Regions from separate parts of the Sus scrofa genome. Here regions 2 and 3 are each linked to region 1. A link is a contact called in public HiChIP or PLAC-seq data. All regions are on one chromosome and are shown on one strand. Each heading gives the region's core, a stretch centred on a gene start, on an enhancer-like site or on the middle of the called end of the contact. The rest is flanking DNA. Distances are from core to core; before and after follow the strand shown. Region 1 holds the start of HECTD2 (probable E3 ubiquitin-protein ligase HECTD2). Region 2 holds the start of TNKS2 (tankyrase-2). Region 3 holds the start of BTAF1 (TATA-binding protein-associated factor 172).

What was found. HiChIP or PLAC-seq counts read pairs in DNA pulled down with a chosen protein or histone mark.
Region 2: a contact with region 1 is called in an H3K27ac HiChIP or PLAC-seq map of alveolar macrophages. The contact joins the promoter of TNKS2 here to the promoter of HECTD2 in region 1. A contact is called at or near these places in 1 of 5 promoter capture datasets (liver), 2 of 47 Hi-C or Micro-C datasets (heart right ventricle and skeletal muscle) and 2 of 2 datasets of contacts at active chromatin or transcription factors (alveolar macrophages and skeletal muscle).
Region 3: a contact with region 1 is called in an H3K27ac HiChIP or PLAC-seq map of alveolar macrophages. The contact joins the promoter of BTAF1 here to the promoter of HECTD2 in region 1. A contact is called at or near these places in 2 of 5 promoter capture datasets (fetal liver and liver), 5 of 47 Hi-C or Micro-C datasets (alveolar macrophages, embryonic fibroblasts, fetal skeletal muscle and 2 more) and 2 of 2 datasets of contacts at active chromatin or transcription factors (alveolar macrophages and skeletal muscle).

The regions. Positions count from the first base shown.
Region 1 is chr14:103,093,012-103,097,104 of Sscrofa11.1, reverse strand. It overlaps HECTD2 (probable E3 ubiquitin-protein ligase HECTD2), which reads right to left and starts at 1,413. Exons shown (of 21, transcript XM_003483528.4): 1 at 1,148-1,413. The coding sequence starts at 1,285.
Region 2 is chr14:103,393,507-103,397,808 of Sscrofa11.1, reverse strand. TNKS2 (tankyrase-2) reads right to left here and starts at 1,385. Exons shown (of 27, transcript XM_001926556.7): 1 at 888-1,385. The coding sequence starts at 1,086.
Region 3 is chr14:103,528,373-103,532,970 of Sscrofa11.1, reverse strand. BTAF1 (TATA-binding protein-associated factor 172) reads right to left here and starts at 2,225. Exons shown (of 38, transcript XM_003359291.5): 1 at 1,910-2,225. The coding sequence starts at 1,923.

The DNA of each region.
Region 1 (4,093 bases), core at 164-2,663:
ATTTACCAATCAACCACAGTAATTTTTTAAAATTGTCATTCTATTACTGTCTGCACTCTGCTGTGCTGATTTAACATAAAAAGCTTGCTCTAACAATTTCCAGTTATCACAGTCCTTAGACATTTTTGAAAAACCTGCCGAATCAAAACATTATTCCTGTAATACTTTAAATTAGAGTGAGCTATTTTCATAAGTTCTTAGTCACTTAAGAGGGAGGTTTTAAGAAAATGAATTGCAAGCAGGAATAAAGAAAATGTATCCTGTTCTCTAAACTTTTACTATTTTGTCACACAGGGCTGCATAAGTCATGGTCTTTAAAAGTATGAAAGTTTCAAGAAGTAATTTGAATATTGTCTCAAATAAAAATCTCAAAAATCAGAGGTTAATTTTGTGCGTGTGCTCCAAAGTAAACAGTCATAACCACCAGTAAAAATAGGGAAGGGGGGCTGGCCCATTACATCATCTGGCAATATGCAGTTTCAAGCCAGAGAGCGCTCCCCAAATAATCCTTAAGAAAATCCTGCTGGGAAATCATCGCCTTGAAGCTTAGATCACTTGAGTCTAAAGAAAGGTTAAAAAAGCCTCCCCACCTTATGTCACATGTCTGTACCATATGAAAAAATAAAACCATCATCGAGGCATCCACCCCCCACTACCCTGACTGTAAAGGAAAGGTCACAATTAAGTGGAAACTCGCCGCAAAGCGGGTTCAATCCGAAGGGGGAAGGGAAGGAAAAGCGAACCAAAGGGGGAAATATTCGCTTCCACAATGCTTGCAGGCAGGCAGCTCAGTGGAAAATCTACTCTCGCCTGTCTGACACCTTATCCTCATCCAACAGATGATGCTGGCTCCAAGGTGCTGGTCATTTCCTAAGAGAGAGTGCCCCCACCCCCAACCAAAAAATAACCGAAAGCAGCCAGGAGACCCCGCTACCCCGGCATTTCCCGAGGGTGGAAGGTGCTGCTCGCGAAGTGATCGCGGCTGCCCAGGAGGCACAACTCTGATTTCGGCCAGAGGAAGGGCAGCCAGGGCGTTTTTCCCCGCATGGGTCCGGGGGTACCAGGAGGAGACGCGGGTCCCAGGGCGCCCCTCGACCCCCTCCCGACCCGCCGTCGGGGCGCCCCGCGGCCCCCGCCCGGCACCTACCGCAGCCGCACCGGCGCCCGCCGACACGATGGGTGGCAGCTTCTCGCGCTCCGGCTCCTTCCCTTTCTTCTCCTCGGGCGCGGCCGCCACCACCGCCGGCGGCGCGGCAGGCGAGGGCACCCGATCCGCCTCACTCATGTCTGGCCGGGCGGCGGGAGCGCGAGGCGGCGGCAGCGGCCGGGGTGCTGCTTGGCGTTGGCGCTGCTGCCGCCGCGGCCGCGAGAGGGCTCTGGGCCGCCGTGTCCAACCACCGCCGCTCCGCCCGCGCCCGCGCCGCGCCGGGAGCGCGCCCGGATACCCCGCCCCGCCCCCGCCCCAGCTCCAGCCCCAGCGCGCGCCCGGCCGGCCCGCAGCTCCCGCCTGCTCCTGGCCTCGGCCGCCCCCGCCCCGCCCCCGGCTAGGCCCGTGGGTCGCGGGTCCCGGACGCTGGCCACTACCTCCCTCGCCAATCCCCGGGACTCGGGAGACTAGGCGCCGAGGCTAGGCCGCCATTTTTTTTTGCGGATCGTCGCCCGAGTTGGCGAGAAGGGGGTCCGGACTAAAGGGTCGGGAGTCGGGGGTGTGGGGAGGAGCGACCAGACGAGGCCTGCCTAGGGTCGCACGGGGATAGAGCGTGCCTCCGTGGGGGCGGGGCGAGTGCGGCATCCTCCACTGCACCGACAGCCCTAATTTGGGGCGTCTAGATTCGTGGGACCTGCTGGTGGTCTTTACGTCCCCAGCGCCCGCAAAGCCGTCGCCTTGGGGCCAGTGCTTGTCCCTGCCACCCCTGCCTGCCCGTTTGCCCCAGGAGAGAGGTCTCTGAGCTCTTCCTCAGGAGACCACCTTTCCTTTGAAGTCGACCGACCCTTTCTTTCTAGATGCCGGGCAGCCCCCACCTCCAAGGAAAAGCCTCAGAATGGAGGAGGGGGAGTGAGACGTCTTGGGCTCCACCTTCCCCACCGCAGGGCGGGGCAGCCAGGCCACACTTTCCATTCCTGTTCCTCTCGTCCCCACTTGGACTGCCAAATCCGCCTCTCCCTTCCCGTCCCCACGCGCCTACATCTCGCTCTCGCCCTGCTTCCCTTTGCTGCCTCTATCCCTTCCTTGTTCGTTTCCTTTTATAAATTACAGATGGACAGACTCAAGCGCGGCTGCACAATCCTTAATGTCAGATCATTAATATGGGGACGAACTTTAAAACTGAAGAGGAAAGCTTTAATTTTGATATTAAACCACCCCCACCCCCACCCCCACGACCAAGCCACAGAGACAATTTCCTTTCCTTTACGCCCCCTCCTTTTCCTTTTCTCAGTCTACTGGAGCTGCGGAGACAGCTGCTGATCTAAGAGAAGGGAGAGAGTAAGAATGCTCCGCATTGCCTATTAAAAATAGGGAATTACTCGACATTCACATCTTCGGTTTTTTCGGTTGTGACTTTTACTTGAGGTTGAAGAATCAAAGATATCCGGATCCAAATAAAAGAACCAAAAATATCTCTGAAATATATTTGGGACGATGTTTGGGTTATCTACTGTTTTACAGAATTCAGTTATTAGCATAACTAAGTACTAGTTACAGTGTATCACGAAATGGAGTTGCCTGTTTTCCAGACGCAGTTGTAACAAGCAGATCGAAAGCAAACCCTGTAATGAGTATAATAATGAGTACCTTCTAAATGGTACATTCTGACTTTGATTTCTAGAAAGCCTTTCTAGTTTTAATATAGTTGCTGTCATCACCTATTTAAATGCTAATTAGCAAAAGGTATGGAGTAAGTGCCGTATAGTTAGCAAAAATTATTAAAGTGCTAATTAGCCTTGGGAGAAAATGAGGTGGACTGGGATTACTTTGAAGCATTCTCCTTTCTATTTTTCTTGAATTCTTTTTCAGGATTTTCTTTCCTTCTTAAATCTCTGAAATAGTCATCCTACTTTGGAGGAACTTACAATTATTTCCTACTTTTAGCAGGTCAGTGTGTTAATTGATCTTTTGATACCGCAGCAACTGACATGTTATTTTATAAATGGAAGTCTTTATTTTAACTACTAACTCTGCTGCCAAGCTAGGTTGATAGAACAAATACGAGGGGAAGACAGTACAGGGGGCACTGTATATCCATGGCCTCTGCACCCACAGATCAGGAATATTTAAAAAAAATTTCCATAAAGTTCCATAGAGCAAAACTTGAATTTTCCGTGTGCCATCAGCTATTTATATAGCATTTACATTGTGTTAGGTTTTGTAAGTAATATAAAGATGATTTAAAGTATATGGGACCATGTGTATAGGTTATATGCAAATATATACCACTTTATAAGGAACTTGAGCATCCTTGAATTTTGGTATCCATGGGGCCCCTGGAAACAATCCAACTTGGATAGGAGGGGCAACTGTATCCTTTTCCCTATTGTTTTCAACTAGATTTAGTAATTTGCAATTAAAATGCTTGGATGGAAACCACTTGAATTACATGCCTTATGCTTTCTCTTTCCATGTGCGAGACTAAATAAAAGTGTGTCTGTACATGTAGTCACATTCAATAGAACAAAATGCTTCAATATTGGCAAAACAAGGCAAATCAGAAATTTTAATTTCTGCTACTGCACCAGAATGGATGATCCATTTCTTAACAAGTCTGCTGATTAATTCACCTGTGAGTTACACACAAAAACTAATTCATCAGTGTTTTCTTTTACTTTCTGTAAAATACATTGTACCACCCCACCCCTCCTTCAGGCACACGCACTCCAGGATGGGGCTTGGAGAGTGGGAAAGAGGCTGCTGGAAAACTGCAGAGTGATGGCCCCAGGGAAACTCATGGGCTTGAGAAACACAGTCCCAACATGCCACCAACAGAGCCCAGTTTGGGGAAGGAGGGTTGTGGAGCAGGCCACACAGAGAACTCTGGTCGTTCTGTACAAAGGTATGGAGAAGATGCTTTTCAGCTCTGCAAAAGTGTCAGTGAGA
Region 2 (4,302 bases), core at 136-2,635, 300 kb before region 1:
GTATGACACTCTATTCCCACTTTTAATCGTGCATGGCTCCCTTGAGGATAATCACGATCTTTCCTCAAAAAGAAAAGCATAAATGCCTTGTAGAAATGAGCTGTTTCATCTTTAATTTTTTAATTTTTCAATTAAATTTAAAAAGCTTATATTACAAAGTGAACCTAGCAAAAATTAAAATAAAGTACTTCAAACAATCTAAATCTCAGAATGAGGCGAGGCTAGTACCAATTTAAATTCTAAATCCAAGCTAGAGAACCTGCACCGTCTTTCCTCTCATTCTACTTTCCACCCTAAGTTGAGTCTGGCAGGGACTACCCAATCGCACCCAGCCTAAGTCAGATCTCAGTTCTCCCAAACTTGACTATTTCCAGTTCTAGTCTCTCTAGAAACTTGCTACCCTGATAAACTCATTAAGGGTAATGTGTCAATGGTCAATTAAGCTACTCTTCTTGAATTACACTCCTGCGTTTTATAAAAGCCTTTAAGATTGTATATCAAAGGATTGTTAAGTGTTACAGTGGAACGTGCAAGAACGATAGATTTTACAGTTAACTGGCCTTTAAAATCACAAGGTCTATTACATCTCTTACTCTGTGTGTACAAGGCCTTTCAGGTTAGTAAGACCGGAAGTTGGTACAGGTATTGTCGATACAAAACAAAACAAAGCAAAAACAAAAACAAAACTTCCAGTGAGTTCAGCACGCTCGCCCCTACTCCCCTACCCCCATTTCCTCAGTTCCCATTCGACAACATCGAGATGAATGGGACCGGGGTCCTATGGGAAAGGCCGGGGTCAGAGGAGCATTATGTCTGCTTTGGGGCCTGCGAGCCTGGGTGCGCAGGTGGGGTCTGGGGCGAGTCGAGGCGGCAATGGCCTGGGTTACCTGCGGCGAAGTGGAGCGGCGTGGACTTCCTGCCCGCCGTGTCGCGGCTGTTCACCTTCTCGGGCGTAACTAGTCTCTTGACTCGCTCCACGTCCCCGTTGCGGCACGCTTCGAACAGCTCGCGGGCGGCCGGCTCCACCGCCTCGGTCGCCGCGCCCGCGCAGGCCGCGCCCCCGCCGGCGCAGCGGCGGCCCGACATGATCCTGGCCGCCGCCGCCACCAGCAGCAGCGCCAGCAGCGGCAGCAGGAGCCCCGGCCCCGCGAGCAGGAGGGCGAGGGCCCCGGGAGGAGAGGAGCTCAGGGCCCGGGCCGCTTGACTCCCTGCTGTCACCGGGCTCGACTCAGTCCCATGGCCGCGCTGCCGCGCACCCCTCGCCCAGCCCCACGACCCCTGGCTGCCCTGAGACGGCGGAGGCACAGCGAACCCGCCGTTTGAGACACTAAGCGACGCGACGGCGGAAGCTGGCAAGGCCCCTCCTGCCAGCTCTGCTGAGCCCGGGAGCGCACGTGACGTCGTGCCGCGCGTGCGCAGTGGCGGCAGAGCGGCCGGCTGGGTTTCGGAGAGCCAGGCCGCGCGGAGGGGCTTGTGGGAAATGTGAGGCGAGAGCCTCCGGCCGCGGGAGAAGAAGGGGCTTCGTCCCACCGCCATCTTTGTGGTGGCTTTTGATGGAGTCGAACAATTCTGCTTATTGTCTCTGTTTAAAGAATGGATTTCCTGGTCTGAATTTCCTTACTGCTACAACACTGGAAAGAACTCTCGAAAGTTTTCTCTCCGATCTTACATATTATTTTGGACTTGTTATGAGGAAATGTTCCATTTTTTTCAGCTTCCACAATCACTTTCTCCTTGAGGGTTTCTTTTCTGGTTTGGTTTGTTTTTGTGCTCCCCCAACCCCCACCTCCCCAACCTTCTCCCTGCCCCGGCAACTGCTATTTTGTTGTTTTTTGTGAGCCACTTCTCGGAAATGAATGACTTGCTTGATGGGAAGTTTGGATGAACCGCCCCCAGATCGTTTAGGAAATTAGGAAAGCGATGAAAGTTTGTTCCAAGTATAAATTAATAACGGAGAGGCATTGCTCAGATTAATTACTTTTCCCTTAGTTATTAGCTCGGGACTAATTGAAGGGCCCATCATAAATCAATATTATGTTGATTTGGCTGAGGTGTGCTTATCCTGGGTATACACATTGCTGACAGTTTAATGAATTGTGATTTTTTTTTTTTTTTTTTTACTATGGAAGCAAGAAAAGCACATTATTAATTCTCACGCCTAAGGTACTGATGCAGCTGTTCATGATCATCCCGTACTCTATACCTTAGTCTTAGGAAACTTTTAAAAGAAAGATAGGAGTTCCCGTCGTGGCGCAGTGGTTAACAAATCCGACTAGGAACCATGAGGTTGCGGTTCGGTCCCTGCCCTTGCTCAGTGGGTTAACGATCCGGCGTTGCCGTGAGCTGTGGTGTGGGTTGCAGACGCGGCTCGGATCCTGTGTTGCTGTGGCTCTGGCGTAGGCCAGTGGCTGCAGCTCCAATTCGACCCCTAGCCTGGGAACCTCCATATGCCGCGGGAGTGGCCCAAAGAAATAGCAAAAAGACAAAAAAAAAAAAAAAAAAAAAGAAAGATAATGCAAACGTAAAGGGATACATATTGACCTTTGCAATGCAGGCAAGCATATTCCCCCTCCCCTGAATTTCTTAACCTCTTTTTCGGCAAATTCAGTTTTTGCTTGGGAATGTGCTCAAATTTACAATGCTGCCATTTGGTTTCTTTCCAATTTTTTGTTATGAACAAGAGTGCTATGAATATTCCTATGCATTCTTCTGGTGCACATGTACAAGTATTTAAAATGAGAGGCAGACATTTTGACCACTGCCTATAGTATAAGAAATGCATTTTGTGGAGTTCCCGTCGTGGCGCAGTGGTTAATGAATCCCACTAGGAACCATGAGGTTGCGGGTTCGGTCCCTGCCCTTGCTCAGTGGGTTAGCGATCCGGCGTTGCCGGGAGCTGTGGTGTAGGTTGCAGACGCGGCTCGGATCCCGCGTTGCTGTGGCTCTGGCGTAGGCCGGTGGCTACAGCTCCGATTCAACCCCTAGCCTGGGAACCTCCATATGCCGCGGGAGCGGCCCAAGAAATAGCAACAACAACAAAAGAAAGACAAAAAAAAAAAAAAAAAAAAAAAGAAATGCATTTTGTGTCTTCAGCCAGTAAACATACTTATACATAAAACAAAAGTGTCATCAAATAATAAAACAATATTCATTTCTTCAATGTTTAGAAAAATGCTAGTTATGACTTTCAGTTAATGGATTACAGAACTCACAAATGAGTGGTAACACAAGTTTTGAAAAACACTGAGGAAATGGACTATCCAGGGGTGGGATCACTGAGTCACAAGGAATGAATGTTCACTTTACAAGGTAAAGCCAAATTGTTTTTCAAAGAGATTGTTTAAAATAGACACACTAGCTGAGTTTAGGAGTCTTAAAAAAAACTCTGTCCTCATCAATGCTGGATACTGTCTGATTAATTTTTTCCAACATATGGAGTGTAAATGGTATCTCAAGGAGGTCTTAGTCCTCATTTTAAAAAGTATCAAATTTCTAAATTTCTCAGTGGAAAAATGCAAATTAAAACCACAGTGGGATAATACCACACACTCATAAGGATGACGACTATCAAAAGGACAGAAAATAAGAAGTGTTGGTGAAATTTATGGAGAAATTGGAAACGAGCATTCCTGGTGGGATTGTAAAATGGTGCAACTGCTGAGAAAAGCAATGTGACATTTCCTCAAAAAATTTAAAATAGAACTACCACATGATCCAGTCATTCTTCTTTTGGACCTATGCACAAAAGAATTGAAAGCAGGGCCTTGAAGAGATATTTGCACACCCACATTCATAGCAGCATTATTCACAATAGCCAAGCGGTAGAAGTAACCCAAATGTCCATGATCAGATGAACTGATCAACAAAATGTGGTATATACATACAATAGACTATTATTCAGTTTTAAAAAAGGATACCTGTCATATGCTACAACATGGATGAACCTAGAGGACATTAAGTGAAATAAGGCAGTCACAAAAAGACAAATACTGTATGATTCCACTTAGATGAGGTGTATTAATTTCTCAGGGCTGCCGTAATAAAATACAACAGAGTGGGTGGCTTAAACCACAGAAATTTATTTTCCACAGTTTTTGAGGCTGGAAGTCCAAAGTCAAGGTGTTGGCAGGTTTGATTTCTCTTTCAGTCTCTCTCCTTGACTTGCAGATAGCCATTATCCCACTGGCCTCTCCTCTGTTCATGGGTATCCCCAGTGTCCAAGTGGCCAAGCTTCCTCATTTTATACAAAGACACCTGTCAGATTAAATTAGACGCCACCCACATGGCCTCATTTAACCTTAA
Region 3 (4,598 bases), core at 976-3,475, 440 kb before region 1:
ACCAAAATAAGCACAGGACCAGCTCTTTTATAAAACCATGACAGGCTTTCTTTTTAAGGTAGAATTTAATATAATTTTGGCAAGCTAAATAAAAAAGATCTACAGAAAAAAGAGTACTACCCTTTGAAATCCAATGTCAAGAATATAAAGCAGCTGCTTTCAAAACCCACTCATTCATTCAGTAATTCAGGTTTCTAAACTTCTGCAAATAGAAGCAGAAGCAGATTAGGCACTCTTTAAACTCTTTTTTTTTTTTTTTTTGGCTTTTTTTTTTTTTTTTTTTTTTTTTAGGGCTGCACCTGCGGCATATGGAGGTTCCAAGCTAGTGGTCCAACTGCAGCTGTAGCCGCTGGCCTACACCACAGACGCAGCAATGCCAGATTCAAGCCAAGTCTATGACCTACACTACAACTCACACCAGCGCCGGATCCTTTACCCACTGAGGGAGGCCAGCGATCGGACCTGTGTCCTCATGGATCCTAGTCAGATTCATTTCCCATGAGCCATGACGGGAACTCCTAAACTTTCATTTTGTTGCTATACAACTTTCATTTTGTCACTACATCTAGTACTACGAAAATATTCAATCTGCACAAGAAGGAAATTTCAAGAGCTGCTCATTCCTTTAAACACTGTATCATCTTATAAACAGAATTCCATATTAAGTTTATGTATCAATGTGTTTATAACATATATATCTATATATTCACATTATAGGCAACCAATTAAAATATACACCTTCCTGTATTTGCAAAAACTGAAAACATTACTTGTATTCTCTCAAGGTATTTTTATAAATCACAAAATAAGAACCTCCTCACATTAATGAATTCAACTAATCTATGAAATAAAACTTGGATGCCCCTGCTACAGTTATCTTGCAACCCAATTCTCATGTGTTTCTCCCACACGCTCTTTCATAATTTATCTGGAGAGTATGCAAGGGATGGGTTATCTTTTCACTTGCAAAATAGGAATGTGCTCAACTATGAAAAATGAATAAAAACGATGTTTTCTGAACTGTCATCATTTCCCCCTTCAGTCTATGTGGTAGAAAACTACTCATGAAAACTAACAATAAACTTGCTCAATCTTTCTGACTGCTCTGAGAAAGACTATCCCCTATTTACATGTCCATATGCCCACTAACATCGAGCCTCTGCCAAAATGTATTCCCACCATTCTTTAATACTGGAGGAAAGAAGTTCCTCCTATAGCTATACAAATAAATGTCTTGCTGGTTTTCCTACAGTTTTCCTAGACTTTGCTACTGATGGGCATCACTTTAAAATAATTTAAGATTTGCGATCCATCTTTCGCGCCTTGGTTAAGAAGATGATGCCGATTCAATAATTTGCTACAGATTACAACGCTGACGATCGAGTAGGTACTGCCAAACAAAAGGAAGAATTATTTTGTATTGTAAAAAAAAAGTCCCAAGGAAAGAACATATCCCTAAAGACGTAAAGAAAAAATTTTCACATAATTAAAAGGTCATTTGGATAATAGTAACTCAAACCTCCCCGACGTCGACAGTTACTACCAAGTTTTCCCGTGAAATGGAGGTTAGGGATCGGCCTTAGAATACTATGAAAGAGAAGAGACTCTCCTAGAACTGAAAGAGGGAAGAGAAACCACAGATGAGAAACATGGTGAGGAAAGAGAAAAACTAGCTCTAACGTGCCAAAGGCTGTATTCAACAAGAAAGAGACGTTTTTTTAACCGATTTAGGAGAAGTAACCAGAGCCAAAACCCTCGCAGACCAAGGGGAAAACTCCTGAGTGTGGGGAGGAAGGCGCCCGAGCCCAGTGACAATGGGAACCGCTCCTTTCTAGGAGTGGGTGCACCGAGAGGAGACTGTGCCTCGGCCGGGCCGATTTACCGTCGGCTCGGGAAGAGCTAGACTTACCTGGAGACCGCCATGGCCGGGCGCCGGCGGTTCGGAGCTCGCCGCGAGCGACCCGCGGCGCCGCGGAGGCGCTAGTTTCCAGAGAGCAGAGCGGCGCAGGCCCAGGCCCCGAAGCAAAAGGGAGCGGCCAGTGCGGCGAGGGGCGTCCTGGCGCGGGCCCTCGGGCATCTGCCCCGCCGCCTACCCGAGCTCGTACCCACCGCGGCCGGGGCGCAAAGGTCTGAGACAGAGTCGGAGGCGGCAGTCCTCCGACCCGCACGACTTCAAACCGGGTGCCCCCAGCCCCGCTCTTTGCTGACGTAGGCGTCGGCACGCCGGACTGAGCGTCAGCGCGCCGGAAGTGACGTCAGCCCCCGCGAGGGTTTCCGCTTGGCCGCTGAGCCAAAGGAGTGCGAGAGGCTTCCCCCGGCGGCGCGCGCCTGCGAACTAGCTCGTGGTGCCCATCAGAAGGGGATTGTTAGTCTTCAGAGGAGGCAGGAGAGGAGAAGTAAGAGTCCCCTTAATTTTCTAAAAAAGGAAAAAAGACTCTGTAGCCCGGGTTCTGGAAGTTCAAAACCTATGTTTCTGATTCCTCCAGCCCCATTTTTGTCCCACCGGATTTTCCTAGAGAAAGCAATATCCGAGGGACCAGAGAACTCTCTAGTCCGGGTGGCAGTGCCAGAGGGAAGGGTGAAATCCAGAAAGATCTGCGACGGTACTTCTGAAGACACGGCCCAAATGTTTGCCATATTCCTGCCATATGTTCTGCATGGGCACTGGAGGAAAGGTCTTCTGCCAGCCATTTTGCCAAGTTTGGTTTCCTAATTGTTTCTCTTTTTGGTCCCGTCATTTTCTCATCAGATTTGAAAATTCTCAGCCATTTATGTTTATATTTATTTGCTTATGCATCTATTCAATTGCTTAACTTATTAGTCTTTTAAACATTTCTCTGTCACCTGGTGCAGGCCCTTATCTTAAACCTGATTTTTATAATAATTGTCAAAGGGATATTTTTCCAACTTCTTCAATTGAGCTAATCTTTCAGGCCTCCAACAGATTAGTCTTCAAGAAACACTGCTTTTATCGTGTCATAAAACTTGTCCATTGACTACTCATTACCTGAAGAGGCTATGCCTCAATCCCTGAGTCTTTCTCATCTGTAAAATGAAGCTAATGAGAATTACTATAGGAATAAAATGATGTCATGTATCTACAAGAGTTTACAAGAGTTTATAGACCATAAAGGGAAAGAAACTAACTTAAGAACCTACTGTGTGCTAATCATTTGGCATGCGTTATCTCACATAATTTGTAGGCCAATCCTGTAAAGAAAGTATTAATGTTCACTTTATAGGTGGGAAAACTAAGTTGGTAATTTGCCTGACATCCAAGCTAGTAATAATATTTACTGTTCATTCACTCAGCAAATATTAGTTTGGTCCCTGCTCTATACCAGACACTCTGTTAGGCACTGTTTATGCAATTAGACAAAAATCTGATTAAGCTGATGTTCTTTTTTCTTTTTTTCTTTTTCTCCTTTTTAGGGCCACACCCACGACATATGGAGGTTCCCAGGCTAGGGGTCAAATTGGAGCCACAGCTGTCAGCCTCAGCAACACAAGATCTGAGCCACGTCTGTGACCTACACCACAGCTCACAGCAACACCGGATCCTTAACCCACTGAGCGAGGCCAGGGATCAAACCTGCAACCTCATGATTCCTAGTCAGATTAGTTTTCACTGTGCCACAGTGGGAATTCCAAACTGATGTTCTAATATCTTGGCATATCACAGCCTCCTCCCACCTGCCTTCTCAGTTCATCTACCACCACTGAAACTAACAAGCAGGTACATTTACTGATTACACACTATATTCATTTATTCAGCCAAAATTAAGTACCCACCACATGCTAAACACCTCATACTAGAAATGAGGGCTTCAGAATAAACCAGGAGTTTCCGTTGTGGTACAGTGAAAACGAACCTGACTAGTATCCCATTTTGCTGTGGCTGTGGTGTAGGCTGGCAGCTGTAGCTCTGATTCAGTCCTAGCCTGGGAACCTCCATATGCCTTGGCTTCGGCCCTAAAAAGACAATAAATAAATAAACTAAATAAATAAATAAATACATACATAAAATAAAATTCCTTGCCTGGAAACTTCTATGTGCCTCCAGTGAAGCCATAAAAAAATTAAAAAAAAATACTCTGGAGTTTCTGCTGTGGCACAACAGATCAGTGGTGTCACTGTGGCACCAGGATGTGGGTTTGATTCCCCGTCTAGCATGGTGGGTTAAAGGATCCTGTGTGGCCACTGCTTCAGCTCAGGCGGCAACTGTGGCTCAGATCTGATCCCTGCCCTGGGAATTCCATGTGCCATGTGGCAGCCAAAAAGAGGGGGGGATACTGTAATATCCAGGAGATAATCAGATATATAGTTCTAAATGACATATAGAATAGAGGAAAGCTCGTGTTATACCTTGGTAAGGTATGGTATAATAATCAAATATATTGAAGTCAGAATGACTTTGGGTTATTTGGGGGGGGCGCTTTTTGTTTTGTTTTGTTTTGTTTTTGGCCGCACCCACAGCATGTGCAAGTTCCTAGGCCAGGGATCAAACCCACTCCCCAGCAATGACCCCAGCTGCTGCAGTGGCAATGCTGGATCCTTAACACACTGCATCTCAAGGGAACTCCAAGAATGACTTGTTT